Linked DNA regions of Sus scrofa: region 1 is linked to region 2. The links are chromatin contacts, called in public Hi-C maps. All regions are on one chromosome and are shown on one strand. The core of a region is the stretch at or near the end of the contact, and the rest is flanking DNA. Distances in the headings are between cores, read along the strand shown. Region 1 overlaps DCP2 (m7GpppN-mRNA hydrolase). Region 2 holds the start of MCC (colorectal mutant cancer protein).

Region 1 (5,997 bases), core at 1,419-3,918, 490 kb before region 2:
CTAGAGGAACACTTGCTGATGGATATTCCCGAGACCTTTGCCTACAATGTCTTTCTCCCAGGACAAGCCACAGTTACCACCTCTTTTCCCAGAAGATCCTTCAAGAACTGCAGTCAGGTCCAACCCAGATTCCTATGGAGTTTCTGCTTTGCCCTGGGACCCAATGCACATGAAAGCCTGTGTGTGCCTTTCAAGAATGGGGTTTCCTTTTATCCCAGTCCCATGGAGCTCCTGCACACAAGCCCCACTGGCTGTCAATGCAGACGCTCCAGGCACTCTTTCTCCCAATGCCAGATCTCCAGGTGTGGGGACCTGATGTGGGGCTCAGAAATCTCACTCCTCTAGGTGAGCCTCTGCGATATAGTTACTTTCTAGTCTGTGGGCTTCCCACCTGGGAGGTGTGGGGTTGCTTATATCTCATAATCACCCCTCCTACATCTTGATGGGGCCTCCTCTTTGTCCTCTGGAGTAGGATATCTTTTTGAAAGTTTCCAGTCCATTTGGTTGAAAGTTCCAGTCCATTTGGTTGAAGCATTTGGTTGTAATTCTGTTGTTTTTATGAGAGAAGGTGAGCTCCAGTCCTTCTTTTCTGCCATCTTAATCCTGTCTCTCGTCTGTATGATTTTTTTTCTATTTCATAGCTGTCCCATCTGGCATTCTGTCACATTGATTTTCCCTGTCTTTAGGCCTGACGAAGCCCACAATATTCTTTCTCTGGTTTTTATCGTCTCAGTTCTCAGTTTCTACCTTATACCCTTCATTCTTAGTAAATCACTAGTTAGTTATTTGCTGTGGAAAAAAACTAGTAGTGGTTATTTACTTTGGAGTAAGATTTTAAAAATAATTGAAAATGCTGCATTTTAATTGAGTACGGAATAACTTATCTAGGCAGGTATTTGCAGTAGCTTATAGACCCAGCCTTTATGTACCAGAAAGTAAAGGTTAATGCCTGCCTTTTAAAATCGCAGGCTATTTAGGGAGCAGATAAGGATTTGTCACATCTTTGAAGAGCTTTCTCTTTCTTTCTGCAGATGGCAGGAGATGAAATGAAGTAGTGTCTTCAAATTTTGAAGTCTTGCTTATAAGGAAGGCCAAAATGAGAACCATAGCATCCTTTTTAGAGGAATTGATCTGTAAATCTTACAAATGGAGTTAGACTATTCCTACAACAGTGAGATAGGTTCGAGATAGTACATTAACTGGAGTAATAGAAATTTAGGCTAAAATGGGTGAAATCAGTGATCTCTGTAATTGGATCTTCTTGGAGGAATCAAATACCTAACCTTGGAAAACCTGAAGAAGTACTCTAGACTCGGGATCTGTCTGCTTCTACCACTGAAACCCTCCCTTTGATGAGTTTTATACACTGTATTGTAAAGAGTTAGGATGGTACAGAAGTAAGGCATTTGGGTAGGAGACAGAGGAAGTTAACCTGTGAACTGAGACAGTTTTCACTTTGGTTTATTTGTTTGGTCTCTTCTCTGGGACACTAAGATAAAATGTCCTATCTAGGTGGTGCTAGTGTATCAGTAATAATAGTGGATCACCATGATTTGTAAGTAAATAAAATTTTTTAGGGTATGGGAGTGGAAGAATGGATTGTGGATATATAGGATCTAAAGAGAATCCTGTAGGAAGAGATACCACCATTATGGCAGGTGCTTATCTCCACTTCACAACTGGGGCACTGAAATAGCTCACCATCTCACAGTAAGCAGCAAAACAGGGTTGCCAATTTATAGGGCTATTTATAGGGTTCTGAAGTTCATGTTCTTTCTTGACTGCTTTATAGGCAGTCAAGGGATATTTGTAAATGGGTATTTCTAAGCACATGTACACAGATGATAACAGAAGGAATTTGTAATTTTTAAGTATTTTCTAATAGCATTTACCTATCTGGACTTGTATGAGTTTTGTTTTGTTTTTTTTTTTTTCTGTTTCAAGAGTTTTTGTCTTGCTCTGAGGAAAGCACAGAACCATAGTCCTTTAATTTTAGGAGAAAATGTTCCCTTTGCTAATAATAATTAATCCTGACTTCTAACCTTTTTGATCTAAATAATAGCCTCTTTCAGCTGATAAAGGAACTTATCAGTAAAGACTTTAATTTCTGAAATTTTGGTGTTAGAACTTTAAAAGCCAAGCCTTTTACTTTTATTCTTGATTTTTAAGTGAATACTTTTGTCTTAAAGAATAGAGTTTGGGGACTAAGGTGGAGCATTGTTGTGGTAGTCTACTCAGGCCTCTCCTAACCAGATACCACAGACAGATGGCTTAAACAATGGAAATTTGTTTTCTACTGCTCTGGAGGCTGGCAAGTCACAGGTCAAAGCTGCCTGCTGATTGGGTTCCTGGTGAGGACTTTGATCCTGGCTTGCATTTGGCTGCCTTTTCCCTGTGTGCTCATGCGGCCTTTCTTGGGTGCCTGTGTGAGGGCAGAAAGCACTAGTTCCTCCTCTTCTTACAAGGGTACGAGCCCTTTTGGATTTGAGTCCTATCCATGTGACCTCATTTAACCTTTATCCTCCATACAGGCCTTATCTCCAGGTACAGTCGCATTTGGGGTTAGGACTTCAACAGATGAATTTTGGAGAGCCAGTCCATAGTAGTTGCCATTTTTGAGTGATATTCAACTAGCAGTTCTAGAGTTGTAGTACATCCTTCTGCCACTTGGTGGTGCTGCAGTATAACAGGAGCAGCACTGAGGAGGTGGAAAACCACCAGTGTTGTCTTAGTTAAAACCAAGTTGTTAGTCTGTTTATAGAAGTTTATGTAAATATCACATTATTCCTTTTAATTTTCACTTGTCTTAACATACATGGAAAGGTTTTTGTCCTAGTTTTTTAGCTGACATTAGTTAGACTTAGGCTAATGTCTTAAGTACTTTTTCCCTTGATTTTATGTTACGCAGATGTTCCATGAGTGCTTACCTTTATTTTACGTTACTTGGTAATATTTTATTATTTATTTTTTACTTATTTTTGTCCTTTTTTTTGTGTGTGTGTGTCTTTTTAGGGCCACACCCACGGGGCATATGGAGCTTCCCAGGCTAAGGGTTGAATCGGAGCTGTAGCTGCTGACCTACACCACAGCCACAGCAATGCCGGGTCGGAGCCGTGTCTGCGACCTACACCACAGCTCATGGCAACGCCGGATCCTTAACCCACTGAGCAAGGCCAGGAATGGAACCTGTGTCCTCATGGATACTAGTCAGATTTATTCACCAATGAGCCACAACGGGAACTCCAGTAGCATTTTAATTTGACTATTAGAACATTCTAGTTTGGTTTATTATGATATTAGTATTATTATATTACTGTAGATAGCTGTGTAAAGTTATTTTGTTATGTTCTAGCAGGGTTTGACATGTCCTATAAGGGCTCTGTATGTGGACTGACCTAAAAGAAGCAGTGGCAAGCAGGCTTCTCAGAACGTTTGAATAATTGTCAATAGAAAGCTAAGGGCCATCTCAATTGGCCATTTCCAGTCTTAGACTTTTTGGCTCACTTTTGTTAATTGGGTAAAGTTTTTATCACTATTATTCAGTGAAGTAGATTGAGGACAGATGTAAAAAATGTTTTCTAGATATTGTTGAAAGGATAAATTAGGATAACCTTAGTATATTTTTGTTATTAGTTGTGATGAAATACCAGCTGTTTTTGAGAAAATAATTATTTTCAAGATTTCATATTGTTGCTTATTTTCTGGCAAAACACTTTATTGTAATGAAGCTTACTTTTTTTTTTTTTTTTTTTGTCTTTTTGCTATTTCTTGGGCCGCTCCCACAGCATATGGAGGTTCCCAGGCTAGGGGTCCAATCGGAGCTGTAGCTGCCGGCCTACGCCAGAGCCACAGCAACGCGGGATCTGAGCCACGTCTGCAACCTACACCACAGCTCATGGCAACGCCGGATCGTTAACCCACTGAGCAAGGGCAGGGATCGAACCCGCAACCTCATGGTTCCTAGTCGGATTCGTTAACCACTGCGCCACCACGGGAACTCCTGAAGCTTACTTTAATATGCATTTATGTGATTTAATCTTGGTAAAATTTATTCACAGAACTGTTGGTTGATTTATCCTACCTCTTCTTGTAGATTTATAGGACATAGCTTTTAGGCAGAGAATTAAATTGCCTTTCTGTGCTGGTGTTCTTTGAGTAGCACAGTTTTAAATCTTACATAAAGATATTTATCTGATATCATTTGAGAAGTTAGTCCTATTCCATGTGCCAGGAACGTTAACTATGTATTCTAATAGAGAAATGGATTTTGATACATAGAAGTTATGGTACTAACATTTTAATACTTGTTTGTACATGTAAGTGAGCTATTAAAAGTGTTGCCTAGTAAGTATAGGATGAGAGTAAATACCTAATTGTAGAGGTGAATCAGTCGTTTTCTCCTTGAGAGTTGGGTGATCTGTTACTTTATTATGTTTACGAAGTTTGGTTGCTTTAATGCTGATGAACTCATGTTGTATCACTTTATCTCACATAATTTTCATCAGTTGTAGCCATTTCCAGCGCTCTGAACTTTTTCTTCTTGTCTATCTAGCAAACTTCTATTCATCTTTAAAATCCTAGCTAAGTGTATTCAGCAGAATACACTGCTGTCCATGTCAGCCTTCCAAAGGTGACCACCCAGGCTCACAGCTCACCTATACCAAGGCTGAGTTAGGCCCCTTGATTCTGTACTCCCATTGCACCCACCTGCCTTTTGGCACTTACATAATTTTGAAATTATTTTTTCTTTTAGATGGAGCTCCTTAAAAAGCAGTCCTTGCTTTATTCATTTCTGAAGTCAGTGCCTAGGATAATACCTGCCACTTATTAAGCATACAGTACATATTTGAATGCACTAGAAAGAACTAAACATTAGTTACATGTGACTTTAAAATTGTGTTAATATTGAGATAATTTCAAGTATACAGAAAAATAGTAAGAATAATATAAAGAATAGATTTGCCTGTTAATATTTTACCATGTTTGCCTTATAATTTTGATATATATATATAGTTTTTATTATTATTGCTAATTAATTTAGGAGAAAATTGCAGACATAATGCCCCTTAACCCCTAATTAGTTCTGCTGTAAATTTTAAGAACTTGGAAGTTCTCTTATATTATTACAGTGTAATTACAAAGTCAGGAATGTGACATTGATAGGTTCCTTTATCTAACAGATGGTTCATATTTATATTTACTAGTTGGTACATTACGGTCTTTTCCTGCAGCTTCTACTTCTTCCCCCATCTAGGATCCTATCCAGGTTCATGCACTGATTTGCATTTAATTGTTGTGTCTTCAGTCTTTAATCTGAAAGTCTTTCAGTCCTTAAGTACTTATTTTATTATGAGCATGTATTCAGTTAGATTCTTTTTTGTAACACAAAGGTAGTGGGCTCTGCTCATAAGGTAGTTAGATTGTACATTTTATTTTTAGCATAGCTTCCAATTTTTATATGTGACTGATATATATATATATATATGTATGTGTGTGTGTATACTAAGTTCTGATTAGAAGGTTTTCAAAGCAGGGAGCTAAAGGGAGCTAAAATTACTATCTTCCCTGTTTTTCGCTGCACCTATGGTGTATGGAAATTCCTGGGCCAGGGATTGAATCTGAGCTGCATCTGAGACCTACGCCACAGCAGCAGGAACGCCAGATCCTTAACTCACTGTGCTGGGCCAGAGATCAAACCAGCTGCACAGAGACAAGCCAGATTATTAACCCACTGCACCACAGCAGGAACTCCTAAAAATTATTAAAAAAAATTTTTTTGTTGGAGGGTAAGAACATAAAATACACTAATCTTAATAGATTATTCATTTTTTATATACATATATGCCTGTGAAACCACCACGTAGATCAGAGGATGTTTCCAACACCTCAGAAGATTCTTTTCTGCTCCTTCTTAATTGGTGCCTACTTTTTTTCCCACATTTCCTGGAAAAAAACACTATTTTAATTTAATATCACCATTGATTGGTTTTGCTTGTT
Region 2 (5,475 bases), core at 731-3,230:
CAATTTAGGCTGTCTACTCCCCTGAAGGCAATTCAAATTTCGGCGGGTACAGTCATGGGCGCCCTGTGGCGATCTCTCATACACGCACACCGTAAAACAGGACCTTCTTCACCATCAGTGTCTGATAGGTGACAAAAATGTGGGTAGAAGTAATTATTTTGCCAAGAGCTGCGGCTTGATGTTGCAACACCGCCCCTGTAGGAGGGCTGGAAGCAAGCACTGCGAGGGTAGCGAGTGGTCGCGCACAGACGCTGCGAGACCCCTCCCGGGCCCACCTGGTCACAGCGAGGAGCCGGCGTAGGGAGTATGCCAGCCTCACCCCTAAACCCCCAGTCTGCGCCTGAGCGCTTCGTTCCTTTCAGGTTAATACGTTTCAATCTGCACCGAGTGGCAAACTATGCCCGTTCTTTGGGTTCCAAAGTTTGGAACGCAGGGGCTCTGCGTCACATGAAAGTTTTTCACAGCCTCTTTTCATATTCAACTCTGTTGCTCAGAGAGCATCCCTATCCTGGTCCAGCCACGGGTCTGCCCACCGAGCAACCGGACAAGATCGCTGCCCAGAGGCCACAGCGTCTTGACACCTAGAAAGAAGCCCGAGGCTGCAGTGCAGTCTCTTCTACCTTCTACGTGGGACAAGTAGCCAGAACACGTTTGCCCACCAGCAAGAGCGCAGGAGTCCGGGGGAAGGACCCGCATCCCAAAGAGATGTCTCCCAAAGCCCAGACAAAGACGGCACTGGAAAAAGTTGGATCAACTGGCACCCCCAGAAGACGAGCAGAACAGCCCCCTCGGCCCGCCTCAGTGGCCGAACTGTCGACGCGCTCTCAGAGTCGCAGCCAACTCTTCCCGTGAGCTTCTGAGCAACTTGCGGAAAGTTGGGGCGAGGGGACGGAGGAGGGGTCAAGGGCAGCGCCGAGAGGCTCATCACGACGCATCCGGTTTCACGGACCTCCCCAAGTACCTGCTAATGTAGCCGTCGCCGTCGCCGTCGCACGTCTGGAAGAGGCGCCGCATCCTCTCCTCCTCGCCCGTGCTGGACGTGTCGCTGCTGCTGCTGCCGCCGCGGCCGCCGCCGCTACTGCCGCCGCTGGCGCTCCCCGCCGCGGCCGCCATCATGCGTCCGCTCGCTGCTCGCGAGGCGGAGGACGCGCGGCCGCAGGAGGAATCCGCGAGGCGCACAAGCTGCTCCCAGCCCCGAACCTGCCTGACGACGGAGCATGCCCAGTGGCCGCCGGGGCGCTCCGGGAGAGGGATTCCACCTCTCCGGGTTTTGCCCGGGCTTGAAGATGGGCGCTCTGCAGTCGCGGGAGTAGACACCTTAGGGGAGAGGGAGGAGGGAAGGTGGGTCGTGGAGTCAGGGAAGTGAGGGTGGCGATGGGGACGCGAGGGGAGGCCCTCGGGAAGGTGGTCAGGTCAGTGCCTCCGGCTACGACGCGGGCCCCTGACACCTGGGGAAGGCTTCGGGCGGAGGGCGGGCGTTCTCTGGGCAGAACTCTTTGGACTGCTCCCTGTTGTGGATCTCTTTTTTAAGATAAACACTGCCGTTTTTGCGAACTCCTGGTCCCTGTCTGCTGGATTGCGCTGAATTCTGTAGCCCCAAATGAAACCCGGATTGGCTAGTTTTATAAATTCATTTTTAACACCTGTCAGGAAATCTGACCCTCCTTAGGTCTCCCGCACTAGACCGAGGATCATTTGCGCTCCTACGTGGCATTGTGCACGTTTGTGCATTTCCGGAAATGGCTCGCTCTCCTGACATGGCTAGAATTTGCCACATCAGGTTTAATAACATCAAAAGGGAACCTAATAAGTCTCACTTGATCCACACCAAAGGCCTGAAAGATGTCTATTATTGTCAACTCTTACGACTTATAAAGTATCTCATAGAATTGACTTCGTTATAAAATAAGACCGTATACAATGCACTTACGGCAATGCCTGGCACCGACTGTGATCAATAAATGTTAGCTCTCATTATCTCCAACTTACAGATAAGAAAATTGAGGCACCTGAACTTACTTAAGGCTCTGGGCTTAGTGTCAGGACAAAGGCCAGGCTAGGCTGGCCGTCTTACTCCAGAACAGGAGCCCTTAAACATGGTAGTATCCTTCCACCACAGCAGATGGGGAACCACAAGGAGCCAATTTGTGGTTCCATGAATGACTCGTTATTCTGTCCCAGACTTTCTGCCAGAGGTTATGAAATCCTGTGGTAGTTTTAAAACACATCTGCAGATTCTTTGGTGCATCTCTCATCAAGAGGTGGAGTCTGTCGCCTCCCCTCCAACCCAAGAGGAACTTTGCGCCTGTCTTGACTTCCCAGGCCAGGTTAGAAAAGACAATAGAGATTCAATTTGGCTCTATCACTGGGACATAGAGAGACCATGTAGAGACATAAAGAGATGCCCTAGGAGCCTCAGGGGTGTGAGGCTTTCCAGCCCAGGTGCTACACATGACATGAGTGAGCGAGTGAGTGAATCTTCCCAGGATACTAGCCCTGGATGTCGCAACTGCATGAGAAACCCTGAGCAAAAAGTTATTTGAGCCCAGCCAACCCCCAGAGATATTAAAAGGATTGGGTTTTAAGCCACTAAGTTTTGAGCTGATTTATCACACAACAATAACTGGAATATGTCCATACGTCTTGAGAATGTCTGCCAATTCAGAAGCAAAGTGTCTCTGCCCTCTGTTCTCCTGTTTCTGCTCCATCCGCCCATTCCTACTTTAGTTCATTTTAATTTTGTAAGTGCCCCGTATTTCAGGACACTTATAATCTTAAGATGAATAGTATGCCATCTTAGAAAAGTCTTGCCAATATAACCAATATTATTTGCTTAAAAGATACTATTTCCAATAGATATTCCTGTCCATAACAGAATGAGGACCAATGCCTGTTTCAATCAACAATAAACATGTAAAATCTTTATTTTCTAATTTTTCACAGAATAAAACTTTTCTTGTCATTTGACAATAAACACCCAGACAGGAGTTGTTACCCTCAAGCTCTCCTAAACAGTCGATAGTTTGGGAGAACAAAAGAAAAAAGCATTCTTATAAATATGCAAGGAGGGTCTGAAAATCCAGGATAGGAGCAGATCTCTTTATAATGACACTCTATGCAGAAAGTGGAGTGTCAACCTCAACCAATTGTATCTTAAAGCAAAAAATGTGTGGTTTTTTTTTTTTTTGAGAGAGAATATGTACATGACAGCTCATAAATTAAATCTGAACACATAAAAAGTAGATCTTGACAAATTTCCCAAACAACATTTGTTCATGCTTGGGTAACCAGAAATGGTCGAACAGAGAGATTTAACCTTTCAGAAAAGAATTTGCTTCTGAGTGAATGTGAAGCATATAAAATTTCAGCTGAAAAGGTTACTAGGAGAGGGAAACATCTGTAAGACTTTGAAAATAGAGATGCCATATGAATATAAAGATGATAAATGTAAAGCAGGAGCTTGGAATGAGAGCAGTACCCCAGCCATAAATCTCAGAGGACTGGTTATGTCATAATTTCAAAGGTTTTGTATATTTATCTGTGATGAGTAGATAGCTCAACACTGTGGTCCTCATCCAGCTTTTTCCTTCTTAGATTCCTCTTGGTTATACTAACACTTCATATTTATGTTGTACATATCAAAATACACTTGTATATACATTGTAAGATATACTGTCTTCTGTGTCTAATGTTGCCAGTTAAAACAACCAAAACAGTTGCAGCACTGTGCAAATTTGACTGGTACAAATTCTGTTTACCTGAACTAGTACTACACGCTGGAGTTGGACTGAGGACCCCTATGATGCCTTCTCTCTGGTTTTCTCTCACTTTTCTTGATCTCGGGTGTTCTTTTGTTTTGTCTTGGCTGCGGCATATGGAAGTTCCTGGGCCAGGGATGGAATCCAAGCTGGAATTGTGACCTACATTGAAGATGCAGCAACACCAGTTCCTTAACCCACTGCGCTGGGCTGGGAATCAAACGGGCACCTCAGCAATGACCCAAGCCCTGCAGAGACAACTCCAGATCCTTAACTTGCTGTGCCACAGTGGGAACTCGTCTCTCAGATGTTTTTTGTTTGCTTTGTCCTTTTTAGGGCCATACCTTGGGTATATGGTAGTTCCCGGGCTAGGGGTCCAATCAGCTGTATCTGCAGGCCTACGCCACAGCCACAGCAACACGGGATCTGAGCTGGGTCTGTGACCTACACCAGAGCTCGCAGCAATGCTGGATCCTTAACCCACTGAACGAGGCCAGGGATCAAACCTGTATCCTCTTGGATACTAGTCCGGTTTGTTACCGTTGAGCCATGACAGAACTCCCCAGAGCATCAGTTATAACAGTGAGGTACAGTTGAGGGAGCTTGACTATCTTTCATGGAGCCCTTGTTACAGGTCAGCAGTCTAAATGCTCCACCTTAATGCTGCCTAGTGGGGCAAAGTATTTATCATTTCTATTTATGGGGTAGAGGGGGGCAAGGAGGGGAGTTAAATCCAAAAAGTTCAAGCAATGTGATCAAGTAAAGGGGCTGGAATAGAACTTTTAGTTTCTGTCAAATACATATTATTATTTACTTCAAATTATCTTAATATCAAGGTCAGTGCAGTTCACGTGAGGCATTATACTTTTTGAGTGACATTGAAAAGCAAAACCAATGATAAAATTTACATTTCTATATTTGTTATTCCTATATTTACAGGCATGAGAAGTTACCATGAGCTTTTGCAGTCTGTCCCAGGGTGGGTTTTCTGGAGGTCGACTCCAAGACAGAGTTTCAGGTACAGAATGCTTACCTGGAAGTGTCCTTTGTACCCCAACAGGTGTGAAATGGAGGTGAAGGAAGCAGCATGGAAAGAGGGAGAAGTCACGCTATGATGCAGGTCCCAGAGCAGCCTTGTCTGACCCCACAGAAAGCTCTGGAGCTAAAATGGCCCGTATTGATTCCCTCTTACTGCTGTAACAAATTATCACAAATTTAGTGGCTTAACACAGCACTAATTTATTATCTTACAGCTCTGAAGTTCAGAAATTCAAAATGAATCTCATGAATCAAAGTGTCAGCAGGACCATGCATGTTCCTTTGCTTGCCTTTTCCGGTTTATTCTCTTCCCCAGAGCTGGCTCCTCTTAGGATGTCTGTCATTCACTTAGACAAAGAAACCAGAAACCCCAGAGTCCTTGCCTCCCTCTGTCCCTCACTTCCTGTGAGCCACCATGTCCTGGCTAATCGGCCTCCTTAATATCTCCTCACATTGGTTTCTTTTCTCCATTCCTGTTCACATTGGTTTCTTTTCTCCATTCCTGTTCCCACTGCTTTTATAGAGTCTCCTGTTATTTCTTCCTAATTGATCTGACCTTCCAATCCATTCTCAATGGTATAGGCCAAGTCTTCCTTAGAGAAAGGACAAATGCTCGGGTCCCTCCTGGCTTAAATTGTACCTCATTGACTTATGCTTGGCTTCAGGATAAAATCCAGCC

The links. Hi-C and Micro-C count contacts between places; a contact is called where the count stands out from the background.
Region 1: a contact with region 2 is called in a Hi-C map of skeletal muscle, with 4 times the contacts expected there. The contact joins the enhancer-like site here to the promoter of MCC in region 2. A contact is called at or near these places in 2 of 5 promoter capture datasets (fetal skeletal muscle and liver), 18 of 47 Hi-C or Micro-C datasets (adipose tissue, alveolar macrophages, brain and 11 more) and 1 of 2 datasets of contacts at active chromatin or transcription factors (skeletal muscle).

Annotation. Positions count from the first base shown.
Region 1 is chr2:116,771,027-116,777,023 of Sscrofa11.1, reverse strand. All of the region lies in intron 4 of DCP2 (m7GpppN-mRNA hydrolase), which reads left to right. Among named protein-coding and RNA genes, the nearest start is that of TRNAE-CUC, 18 kb to the left of the region's middle. Within about 2 kb of position 2,668, at least 18 of the 83 cell types and tissues checked have an H3K27ac peak or open chromatin away from gene starts, as enhancers often do. A contact at or near this core is called in adipose tissue, alveolar macrophages, liver and 1 more, where this site is marked.
Region 2 is chr2:116,282,858-116,288,332 of Sscrofa11.1, reverse strand. MCC (colorectal mutant cancer protein) reads right to left here and starts at 1,980. Exons shown (of 19, transcript XM_021084624.1): 1 at 962-1,980. The coding sequence starts at 1,116.